Linked DNA regions of Sus scrofa: region 1 is linked to region 2. The links are chromatin contacts, called in public Hi-C maps. All regions are on one chromosome and are shown on one strand. Each heading gives the region's core, a stretch centred on a gene start, on an enhancer-like site or on the middle of the called end of the contact. The rest is flanking DNA. Distances are from core to core; before and after follow the strand shown. Region 1 overlaps SESN1 (sestrin-1). Region 2 overlaps ARMC2 (armadillo repeat-containing protein 2).

Region 1 (5,555 bases), core at 974-3,473, 190 kb before region 2:
TGATAATCTAAATATCCAGTTATTAAATTATTGTTAAATTATAGTACATCTGTATAAAGGACTATAACACAGTTATTGAAAATTATTTTAAAATACATAAAAGAAGAAATTATATATTTAAGTGGAAAAGCAACTTTTAAAATAGTAGGCCAAATATATATATTTTTATAGAGAGAGGGAAATGTCAGGAAATCTGCATGTACCAGAAGAGTTAGATTAGATTATTAGAGATTTTATATTTCTTTTTATAATAATAATTATTAACAAACATAATTTTATTGAGTGTTTACTGTATGCTATGCTTAGTTATAAGCATCTTACATATAACATTTGTCAGATTTCAGGTGGGTTACAGGTTTTGAGGAAGATATCTTCCCAAAACAAATACACAAATATGAATGCACCCCCTCACTTTGAGACTGGATTAAGTTTCTTGATTTTTTTAGCTAAGGAAACAGGACCTTCTCCAAATCTGGGCTCTTTCTTTGAGAAGAAGCACTTGCAGCCTGCTTGGGTGCTGCTTTCCCTGGCCCCCAGTGCTCCTAAAGGTGGTGCAATTGCTACTGACACTCCCAGGGTCACACCATATCTGCAAGACTCAATTCCTGTTATTCTCTTGTGTTTTTCCACTTAAGGTTTACATTCACATTCTGAAATAATGTATACAAACTTTCTCTGTACTTCCTTTGAAGGCCCATTTCCCTGCAATGTCTAGTTTTACACATACAACAGTTCTGTGACTTGAATTTTACTTTTTATAGATGAAGAAACAGAACTATTAGGTAACTTAATTCAAGTACTGAATATGGAGAGTCAGGAGGCATGTCTGACTCCATGTTCTTAACCACTAATCTGTTTTCCTATAGTCTTTGTGTTTTTATTCGTGAGCACATGTTACTTTTATATTGGAATATGACTTAAAATCAATGTGGGAAAATTATATAACATTCACAGTGTTACAGTAATTCAGAGCAAGGAAAGATCTGAGTGGGTTGGGATAATAAAGACAGCTTAGTGGAGCAAATAAATTTTAATGTAATAATTAACTTTTCTTCTCAGCTTATCTGTTTACACAAGTACACACTGCTTCTATCCTCAGCATGCCCAAACCAAACCTCTTATGACTGGCTGTAACTAATGCTCTGTTGTTCTTCCCTGCAGACTAAGTTTGGCCTCATTTTTGTTTCCTTTCTCTGGCCCCCTTTTATTTTCCTTTTGCTGTCTGTCAGTGCGTGTGTGAACATGTAACTATAACTTTTGTCTGAGCCCTCTCTCACTTTATTATGAATAAAACACTAGCTTGGCTGTTTCCATGTGGTAATGCCATCATAATTTAATGTTTGAGCTGGCTAAAAGTAGTTGTAAAAATTGCATTCGTTATATTTAAAAAACTCATTGGAAGGAAATAGAACTCAAATCTTGAATATTGTCTGATGAGTTAACCTTATAGCATAAACTGATGTTCAATCAGTATGCACTGGCACAGCAGTACTTTTTTAAATACTATTTTCATACCAGTTGGTAAATAGGAAACAGAAACTCCAAAAAGCAATAAAATTAATAAATTAATAATATATAGTCAGGATAGGTGGTTTATCTTAGAAACCACACATGCACTTCAATTCCAAGCTGGTCTGGTCACTGAAGCATGGAGCTAGGAAGTTTGCTCAGATGTTCTGTTATTTATTTCAGATATTGGAAGTACAAAAGCCCTTGGGTGGGAGAGAGAGACCCAGCAGGTGAACTGAGGAGAACGTAATCAGCAACCCACAAAAAGAGTACCCAGTTGTGCCAAGAAGACAAGCAGGGTTCAGGCCTTGGTGGTGACTGGGGAGGCTGCTACAAGCCAGTGACAGAGACTCTCAGGGTATTGTCTCTCAGGTGGGCTTGAGCAGTGTTTCTTTGTTTAACAACTGAATTATTCCTTCATAACAAATTTGGTGACTTAAAACCATACACATTGTCTCAATTGCTGTGGGTCAGAAATCTGGTTATAGTTGAGATAGGATCCCTGCTTCAGGGTCTCCCATGAAGCTGCAGTTAGTTAATGTCTTGACCAGGGCTGTGGTCTCATCTGAGGCTCAAATGGCAAGGAACACATTTTCAAGCTCACATAGTTGTTGGAAGGATTCAATTCCTTGAGAGCTGTTGAATTGAGAGCCTCAATTCCTTGCTGCTAGCTCACTGGCAGCTCGCTCTGTTCCTTGCCATGCAGGTCCCTCCACCTGCGTTTCAGAGAAAGTACCTGAGAAGAACCAGAGCCAGGTACTAGCAAAGAGTGCCAGCAAGACAGAAGCCGCAGTCTTTTTTGGGGGGTTTTTGTTTTTGTTTTTGTTTTGCTTTTTAGGGCTGCAGGTGCAGCATGTGGAAGTTCCCAGGGTAGGGGTCAAATCAGAGCTACAGCTGCTGTTCCTACCACAGCACAGCAACTCCAAATCCAAGCCCTGTGTGTGACCTATACCACTGCTCTCAGCAGTGCCACTGAATGAGGCTAGGGATCAAATCCAAATCCTCATGGATACTAGTTGGATTAATTTCCACTGCACCATGATGGAAACTCCCAGAAGCCACAGTCTTTTATAACCTAATCTTGGAAAGGACATTGCCATCATTTTTTGCCTTAATCTGTTCATTGGAAGCAACACACAAGATCCGGCCCATACCCAAGGGGAGCATATAAAAACAATGGAATGAACACCAGGAGGCAGGGCAGCAATCATTGGGAACCATTTTAAAGCAGCCTGCCACAACAACTCAACTTTTGAAGCTAGGTGCAAGGAAGAGCACATCTCCCTGTTTACTGTGAAGAGTTGTGATTTTATTTATTTATTTATTTATTTATTTATTTATTTATTGCCTTTTCTAGGGCCACTCCCATGGCATATGGAGGTTCCCAGGCTAGGGGTCTAATTGGAGCTGTAGCTGGTGGCCTACACCAGAGCCACAGCAATGCCAGATCCGAGCTGCGTCTGCAACCTACACCATAGCTCACGGCAATGCCGAATCCTTAACCCACTGAGCAAGGCCAGGGATCAAACCTCTTGGTTCCTAGTCGGATTTGTTAACTACTGAGCCATGACAGGAACTCCCAAGTTGTGATTTAATTTATATTCTCAGAAACCTAGTTAATGCCAACAGAGGGTGTGGTCCAGCAAGTGATACTTTGAGCCCAGGCTCTGTCCCTCTCCCCATCCTTGCAACCAGTCTCCTGATAAAAGAACCTCACCCCATCCTGGCCAATAGATGCCCTCCTCCAATCACTGATTGGCACCCACCAAGGTTCTGTTGGAGAGGCCTGCCCACTTCCCTCTCACAGCTTCTTGACCTTTCACTTTTTTCTCCATCTTCCCCATGACTCTTCTGCCCTTATTATTCCTGTGTGATCCTAAGAAATTCCCTGCTTCCCACTCTGTGTACTAAATGTAAAACAGCATTTGTCCAGAAGGTAGGAAGTAGCAGATGGTTTTCTTGTCATCATTTAATGATTATCTAATGAGCATTGAATCAAATCTTAGCTGTCTCTGTGATTTGAGGGGAAAGGGAAATAAATATAAAACCTAAAACTTTAATGAGCATTCCCAAGTAAATAATGAGATCAAACATTATTGCAAACTCAAATTTTTATTCAGATGTCCCAAACTCAAATTGGTATACTTTACTATAGGTTTAGTGTTATCTGAAAGGGAACAGATGAAATAACTTCTTTTTTTCATTTTATAAGCTCCAGTTCTTATAGATTTTGGCTATTTCAAAACTAGGCCAAAATGATTATGTAACTGATAGCAATTTTTAAAAATTTTCACCCCACTGAATACAATGTTAAGTTGAGGCTAGGGTCTTTTCAGTTGTAGGGAAAGCTCTTGATTTTAGTTTAAAAAGATCATTTATCATTTTCTTATATTAATTTTTAATATATTGGCCAAAAATTTGATGAAAATTAAATTACTTTTCTCATATACACTTAAAATCAAAGAAATGCATGTATATATAATCTCCAAATGTTAACAGTGGTTACATTTGGGCTGTGGTTTATACTTTTCTACATTTTCCCAAAATTTTTATAATGGATACTTCTGTTTCTTCTAATAAAGCTAAAAAGCACATGCCATTGAAAAGAAAATAAGCTCAATGGATCACTTTATTCATACAAGATGACCTTTATGGCAAGTAGAACTTGAGTATACTCTCTGAAATGTTTCTTCTAGTATGTTATGTACTAATTTTAAGAGATTCAATTCTTTAATTTTCCTTAGAAATACCTTTCTTTCAAAGATTTTGACTGTTGATAGAGCAGGCTTTTTTAGCTAATGAATTTTGCATTTGTGGGTTTTTTTCTTTGTCTTCAAAACATTGTATGAAAATTTATTCGGAATGCAGCTTCTTGTATGTAGCTTTTATGAACACTAGATGGCACCATTGCTCAACTTAAATCTGGTTTCTCCATCATATTTTGGTATTCGGGGCCTTAGACAAGCTGAATGTGCAACTTAGGAATGCTTACATTTCTCTTTTGTTTTAGAGGAGGGAGTTTGGGGAGAAAGGGAAAGTTTCCAAGTTCAAGTAATAACTGAGCTTAACAGGTTCAGTTTTTTCACCTATCCATAAATTACCATATTAATAACAACGGTATCAGCCATAATTCCACAAATATTTATTGAGCACCTGCTACTTTTAGGCACTGTTCTGAAGGCACTACATACATCAGAGGGCAGAAGAGATAAAAATTACAACCCCCATACAGCTTACATTCTAGTGCTTGCACTTTTTCTCCAGGTGCCACTCCAAGTTCTTTACTTGCATCTATCCATTAACTCATTTAATAAGAAGCAGCTGAGGCACAGAATTTGTCTGATTCGCTCCTGTTCACCTGGCTAGTTTACGTGACAGAGCTGGGATTCAAGCTCAGACATTTAGTCTTTAAAGTTTGCTCTGTTCATCTCATCACTATACTGTCTCTCAGAAACAAAGAATATTTTATGATTCTGTTGAATGAAAAAATACAAACTTACCTGTTTGTTTATATTTGTTCCCAGATCTGTTCAAGTATTAGTGCCATTTTTATTGAAAAAAAAAATACTAAAATGCCTATTTTTTAAAGTGATTCTATGGCCAACCATCATGTCTCTTTCAAGATAATATAGCTCAAGTCACAAACACAGCTGGCCTTGTTTCAGTATGTATATTTAATCATCCTTATAGGTCTATTTACTTTAAATTCCTTGTATGGTCATGTAATAATTTAGCTATGTTGTACTAATAAAAGCTTAACCAGATTGTGATTCAGTTGTTGTATGAAACATGAGGCATCAAGTATCAAAAGCTACAACTTGCCACAACGAGAACTCCTGAAATTGGTAGTTCTTAACAGCTCAGCCTCTGTTCTTTTTTGCTGCAGAGCTGTATTAGATAACTATGATTTTTTTTTTCAAGTTCCTGTTATGGCTCAGCGGAAGCAAATCTGACTAGCATACATGAGGATGCAGGTTTGATCCCTGGCCTCGCTTAGTGGGCTAAGGATCCAGCGTTGCAGTGAGCTGTGGTGTAGGTCAAAGACA
Region 2 (6,298 bases), core at 940-3,439:
AATAGATGTGGCTGGGGATTCAGAAAAACCTGAATTTTAGTCAGGCAAGCTGGTGTCCACATTGCATGTTCCATGCTACCGCCAGCAGCGTCTTCTGGGACAGCGTCCTGCAGCAAAGTGTGTGGCTAGTCGTGCTAATGCAATAAAGGCTGTAATTGGCCTCCCAGCAGTACAGGTCAGGCATCGCCATTCAGTGAGTTTGAACATTATTTCAGCTTTCAGAGCTCTGGGGCTTGCAGAACCACTGATAGAGGACTGGAGACCACCACCTCCATCTCTTTGGATCATTACTTTTATGAGCCTGCCCTAATGTTGCTAAGTTACAGGTATGGATTCTAAAGGTGAGCATGACTAGTCAAGCAGTATAAAAAAACAGAGCTGCTGTATTTCCAGGTGTGGGGCATATTCAAATTCCAGAATATGGTGAGTAAAATCGACTTACATAAAGGCCAGGGGAAAGCCAGGAGATCATAAGTCAGATGAATATTTTAATCGACACATATTTATGACACACTTAAATATGTGAGAAATATGGACTTCAAGTCCAATTGGTCCAAATCAGCAGTTTTAACCTCTATGTAACAGGCTCTTTAGTAGGCGCGCTCTATGAGAAAACATGCTTATCAAACCATTTCTCAGGACAAACGCAATGGCTATCATGTGCACCTCAGGAAGAGCTGGATTACAGGGGTGAGCCAGAAATCACAGAGCAGTTTATTTAACCTTTGGAAAGGAAAGGCTCTCGCAGGCCCTCCTGCATGTTTCTAAGACTTGTTTCTTCTCGGAACAGAAGTCAGCCAGACCCTGTGGTGCAAGAGTTTGCTTTCAACCCTCTCCCAGGAACCGCTGTGCGAGCAGTGGTGGCCGGCTCCAGCCTTTCCCCTCACGCACCTCCTTCAACGCTGCTCGCCACAAAAAAATCCCATCTTCGACAAGAACCCGGCTTCTGCCCTAGAAACTGCAGCCCAGGGTCACATGGTTACTTTTTAAGATCCGCAGAAGATAAATAAATAAAGTTTGTCTCAGTCTTGGGCAACAACCTGATATTTTAGAAAGCACTTTCATCTAGGTTCACAGGTTGCTAAATATAAAAATTATGATTCAACAGGAAATTGGGTAAGTCGAGCAGAAATTTCAGCATGTTTTTGAAGATTTTTTTGCTGTCTCAGTGGTTATAGTTCTTAACCGCAGCTTTGAGTTCTGGACACAAAAACTTGACACAATCTTCATTGGCTGCTGTTTTTAGCTTAGACATGTAAAAGGCTTAGCAACAATGCTGACGTGGAAATCAGTCTGTCTAAGATTTTCCTGAGTGCTACAGAAATTCCCACTGGGCACAAAAGTTGTTGTATTGATAAGAAATTAGTCTTGAAGAGAAGAAAATATTTTTTGAACCAAATATTTGTTTGGTTTTGTAAAATTTCATGCACCTCAAAAAGGAATATAATGTATAAGGAATATAACCAAACACCTGTGTTACCCACAGTTTTGTCAAATATTAACTGTATTTTCATTTTTCTCCTTGTTTCAAAGAAATAAACATTATACTTATTACTAATACCCTCTGTGTACCTCCCCCATTCAGCCCCCTCCCCAAGGGTTACCAACACTCAAATTGAACGGTTATTTTTTTTAATCATGCTTGACTTTACATGTTTACCACATAGATCTGAATCCAGAAACAATACACACCATTGTTTTGGGGACTTAATTTTTTCACATAATGTTATATCTGTACTCATTTCATTCAATATTATAAGTGCACTCTAGTTCGTTTTTCTAACTGCTATATTTCATTGCATGAATACATCCCAAGCCCTCCTAGCCTGTAATTTATATTGTTATATAGCAAACAGTTTAAAGCCACAAAGGGCTGACTTCATATAATTAAAACAGTTTCAACTAATTGAGCAATGATTTTGACTCAAGTTTTGAACTTAAGAACTATGTGGAGGCCAGATTTTGCAATCTTTCAAATGCCTTTACACAATAATTTCTGTGCAGGCATTAAGATTGTAATCTCTATATGTTTGAGCCACTAAAGCCGGGTAATGGTAAGAGCGCTAAGGCTGTTGTGAAAATAATGAAAAATTACAAAAAATAAATGCTGATATGTGACCGAGTTGGACAAAGCTCCTGGCACTTTCAAAGAGTGAGCCAACATCAGATCCTTTAGTGCTATGAACTGGAGTTTGGCACTTGGCATCTGCCTCTACATGGATTGAATCATGAGCTGCTGCAGCTGCATGACCCTCAACACCCCTGAAAGGAGCTCAGGATGGAGATCAGGAGTAGGACGCTCTGTGCTCTGGGAAAACTGGCAGAACAGGTCTTCCGGTAGATATTTTCAGGAGAAGCTTTTATGAGTCCAATTCTTGCATCTCCTCCTATCTAGAAAAGCACTAAAATCCTTCACGGTGACATCTGCTCCTTGTGACCAGCAGTGACCTATAAAATGTGTGCTTGGCTGCATGTACCTCCCCCTTCACCAAAAGCATATATATACTGACATTTCCCCCCACCTCTTTGGAGTGGTATTTCAGAGCTCTTTGAAATGTGGCCTCCCCGGCTATAGCCCAGGTTTTGCTCCCAATAAACTAAACTCCCAACTTTTAAGTTTTCCTTTTTTTTTTTTTTTTTTTTTTTTTTGCTATTTTAGGGCTGTACCTGCAGCATATGGAGGTTCCTGGGCTAGGGGTCAAAACAGAGCTGTAGCTCCTGGCCTACACCACAGCCACACCAGATCTAGGCTGTGTCTGTGACCTACATCGCAACTCACGGCAACTCCAGATCCTTAAGCCACTAAAGCGAGGTCAGGGATTGAACCCACATCCTCATGGATCCTAGTCAGGTTCCTTAACCACCGAGCCACAAAGGGAACTCCTAAGTTGTGCATATCTTTAAGTCAACAGTGCACATGATTTTCCTGCTCATGGGAATGCGGAAGAGGAGGTTGAGCCCTGGGGACCTCTAAGAAAATGGGGGACTCACCTGCTCTGGTGTCCAGCCTGCTCCAGCCTGAGCTGTTGGGGCATGAGGAGGCTCTCAAATGCCTCCTGCCCTGGTCCCTAGGAGGAAGAGGAGTACACACAATACTCAAAACAAAACCCAGAGCATTTCTCTTTTTGTAAGTGTCAGGAGTCACTGAAAATGAAATTTTTGAAGAACCCAGAGAATTGTTTATGAAATAAGAGTTTGGTGTGCTATATCGCATTTTAATCAACCTCTGATATCCAATGAAGAATTATCTTTTAAAAACAAGTCACAGTTGTGTTTCAGTATGAAATACAGTTACTAGAAACAACAACAAAAAATAAATCCAAAGTTTACTCTGCACAAAAAAAAAAAAAAAAAAAAAAAAAAAGAAAGAAAGATTAAGGATCTGCACCACAAGAGGTCACTGTTAGAATAAGAAAGAACTGTATACTTGCCTCACAAAAGCCTAGCATTCAGGAGATAGAAGAAACCGCTCTCACTCAGGGATACATGCTGTGGGCAGGAAAATTGTTTCCAAACCAGTCAGATGTGTCCAGGATCACATAGTGGGGGTCGGATCTGGAACCTAGGTCTCATGATGTCCAACTGCTCTTTTCAACAAATCACTATATCTCCTTTCTTCATTTCAAAATTAATTAATAGGGAGTTCCCATTGTGGCTCAGTGGAAACGAACCCAACTAATATCCACAAGGATGTGGGTTCGATCCCTGGCCTTGCTCAGTGGGTCAAGGATCTGGCATTGCTGTGAGCTGTGGTGTAGGTCGCAGATGTGGCTTGGGTCTGGCATTGCTGTGGCTGTGGTGTAGGCCAGCAGCTACAGCTCTGATTCAACCCCTAGCCTGGGAACTTCCATATGCTGTGGGAGCAACCCTAAAAAGCAAAAATAAATAAATAAAATTAATAGTCTCTAAAATATTTTTTTAAAAAATATTTTGAACGTTAAAAAATTGAAGGTAAATTTAAGCAGGCCCCAGACGACAAATATTTTGTGCTCCAAATGAAAATGTGTGGCTGGCTAACAGCAGGACTATATGCCTGAGTTTTTTGCTTGTTTGTTTTCTGTTGTTTTGAAGGTTATAGACAATGTAGAGATGGTCTATGAAGGATATAACATCTCCTTAGCTAGAGCTGATACTTAAAATACTTTTAAATATCTGTACAGAATTCTAATGTGGAAAAAAAAAAAAAGCACTGAAAGAATACTAGTGCAAGTTTTACAACACGATTTCACTTTTACCATGAAATACAATATTTGCTACAAAAAAAATCATAAAGATGCACACATATGCAGACAGGGTCACCCATGAGCATCTGCATGTCTGTCTGTTGCTCCTCCTTCCTGTGTAGTGAGATCCCCAGCAGATGTTCAGTGCTGTGTATTGGCCCTTGGCCTTGACTACTGCCCCCAGGATTAGTTTGTCCAAATATCATTTTTTTTCCCATAAATATGTTCTTTTTTTTTTGGCCATACCCATAGCATATGGAAGTTCCCTGTCTGGGGACTGAATCCGAGCCACAGCTGTGGCAATGCCAGATCCTTAACCCACTGCGCCACTGCAGGAACTCCAATTGCTTTATTTTTACACACTGTAAAAACACAGACCTGGTAGCAAGATGTCTTGGCCAATTAAAGAAAGAAATGGGGATGGGATCCTCTCTGTCAACACTCTCTGAGCAGAGATGCAAATGAAGATCGCAAGACAGAAAGAAAAGTCAACCCTGTGGAAAGGTAAAACACCAAAAGGCTGGCAGGGTGTGAAGAAAGGGAAGTTCCCAGATTTATTACTCCAGAAATAACAAGAAAGTTAGAGAATGATAAGAGGCAAGCCCTTCTTTTCATTATTGTCCTGAAGAGCTACTGGAATCCAGCAAGATAGTTTGCATCGAATGGCCTTCCACCTCCCTGCTCCACCTGCCCTGAGGTCTCAGCCCTGGAGAGGATGTCTCGCTAAATACCACAACTGTGTGTCTCCATTTGGGGGAGGGGGAGGGAAAGAAGGGTCCTTCTTATGAAATATCAGATCCTGATGTGCTAGGTCTCGGGAAGAACACAGGACTGGCATTCACAAATCCCCTGCGTGAACATCATGGTACAATGGCTGATGTCCAGTGTGTAGGCTCTGGACCCAAACTATCTGGGATCAAGTTCTGGGTCCAATTCTCATCATCCATGTGGCCTTGGACAAACTACTTAAACTCTTGGTTTCCTTTACTTAAAACGAGGGCAATGTCTCTACTCAGTACAGTGACAGGTACATCTGAAGAACTTAGTATAACTGTCAATGGTATTTTTCTCTTTTGTTCAGGGTCAACAAGCACCTGTCTGAGCAGCCCAGTGCTAGGTGTTACTGTGATAAAGAACATATAAGGTGTTGCCCAAAAGAAATTTAAAATCTACTTTGAGGAGCTAAGGTCCTCTTTTTTTTTTTTTTTCTTTAATGGAAAATTCTAATGGAATCTTGGACTTCCTGTCATGGCTCAGTGGTTAACAAATCTGATTAGCACCCATGAGGACGCAGGTTCAATCCCTGGCCCCACTCAGTGGGTTAAGGATCCAGCGCTGCCGTGAGCCAAGGTATAGGTTGAAGATGCGGTTCAGATCCTGCGTTGCTGTGGTTGTGGTGTAGGCTGGTAGCTGCAGCTCCGACTCGACCCCTAGCCTGGGAACCTCCATATGCTGAGGGTGCGGTTCTAAAAAGGAAAAAAAGAGAAAAGAAAATTCTAATGGAATCTCTAATCAGGGACTGCAATGTGAAATTCAGCAGGTTACAAAGACTAGAGGGATGCTGAGAAGGAAGTGATGACCCAGAGAGAGATGTGGACCATAAGGTGGGGCTTAAAAGGTTAAAAGTGGAACTGGCAAATGACAGCACTGCTCTCAGGAGTGGAGTGGCATGACTGAAGGTAAAGAAGAGCATGACAAGCCTGGAGGGCAGCACAGGGGCTAATGGTACAAGGCAAGCAATTTAGGAATAGGTTTCTGTTGGGAGGTACTAGGAACTGCTCCCTAAAACTTGGGTTGACTCAATAGACTCAATTTGATGGGCAATAAGGAGTGGTCCTAGGTTCTTACACAAGGAAATGATGACATGTGGAGTTCTGTGATGACAAGAGTATGTAGGCAACCTGAAGGGAGGTAAGAAGGACCAGTTCTCTGAGGGTGACATGAGACTGGAGAAGAAGGAACAAGTTCAAGAGCCCTTGAATTTATTCAAGGTACTCACTGAACCAGAGTTTCCATCATGGCTCAGTGGTTAACAAATCCGACTAGGAACCATGAGGTTGCGGGTTCGGTCCCTG

Evidence for each region. A called contact is a pair of places that touch in the nucleus more often than the background predicts.
Region 1: a contact with region 2 is called in a Hi-C map of omental adipose tissue, with 2.6 times the contacts expected there. The contact joins two enhancer-like sites. A contact is called at or near these places in 1 of 5 promoter capture datasets (liver), 19 of 47 Hi-C or Micro-C datasets (alveolar macrophages, blood, brain and 12 more) and 1 of 2 datasets of contacts at active chromatin or transcription factors (skeletal muscle).

What each region holds. Positions count from the first base shown.
Region 1 is chr1:75,149,614-75,155,168 of Sscrofa11.1, reverse strand. The region is part of intron 1 of SESN1 (sestrin-1); the gene reads left to right. LOC106508918 (a long non-coding RNA gene) reads left to right here. Exons shown (of 2, transcript XR_001306055.2): 1 at 1-1,881. Among named protein-coding and RNA genes, the nearest start is that of SESN1, 18 kb to the left of the region's middle. Within about 2 kb of position 2,223, at least 6 of the 83 cell types and tissues checked have an H3K27ac peak or open chromatin away from gene starts, as enhancers often do. A contact at or near this core is called in omental adipose tissue, where this site is marked.
Region 2 is chr1:74,960,687-74,966,984 of Sscrofa11.1, reverse strand. ARMC2 (armadillo repeat-containing protein 2) reads right to left here. Exons shown (of 19, transcript XM_021090841.1): 6 at 2,992-3,068. Among named protein-coding and RNA genes, the nearest start is that of ARMC2, 40 kb to the right of the region's middle. Within about 2 kb of position 2,189, at least 25 of the 83 cell types and tissues checked have an H3K27ac peak or open chromatin away from gene starts, as enhancers often do. A contact at or near this core is called in omental adipose tissue, where this site is marked.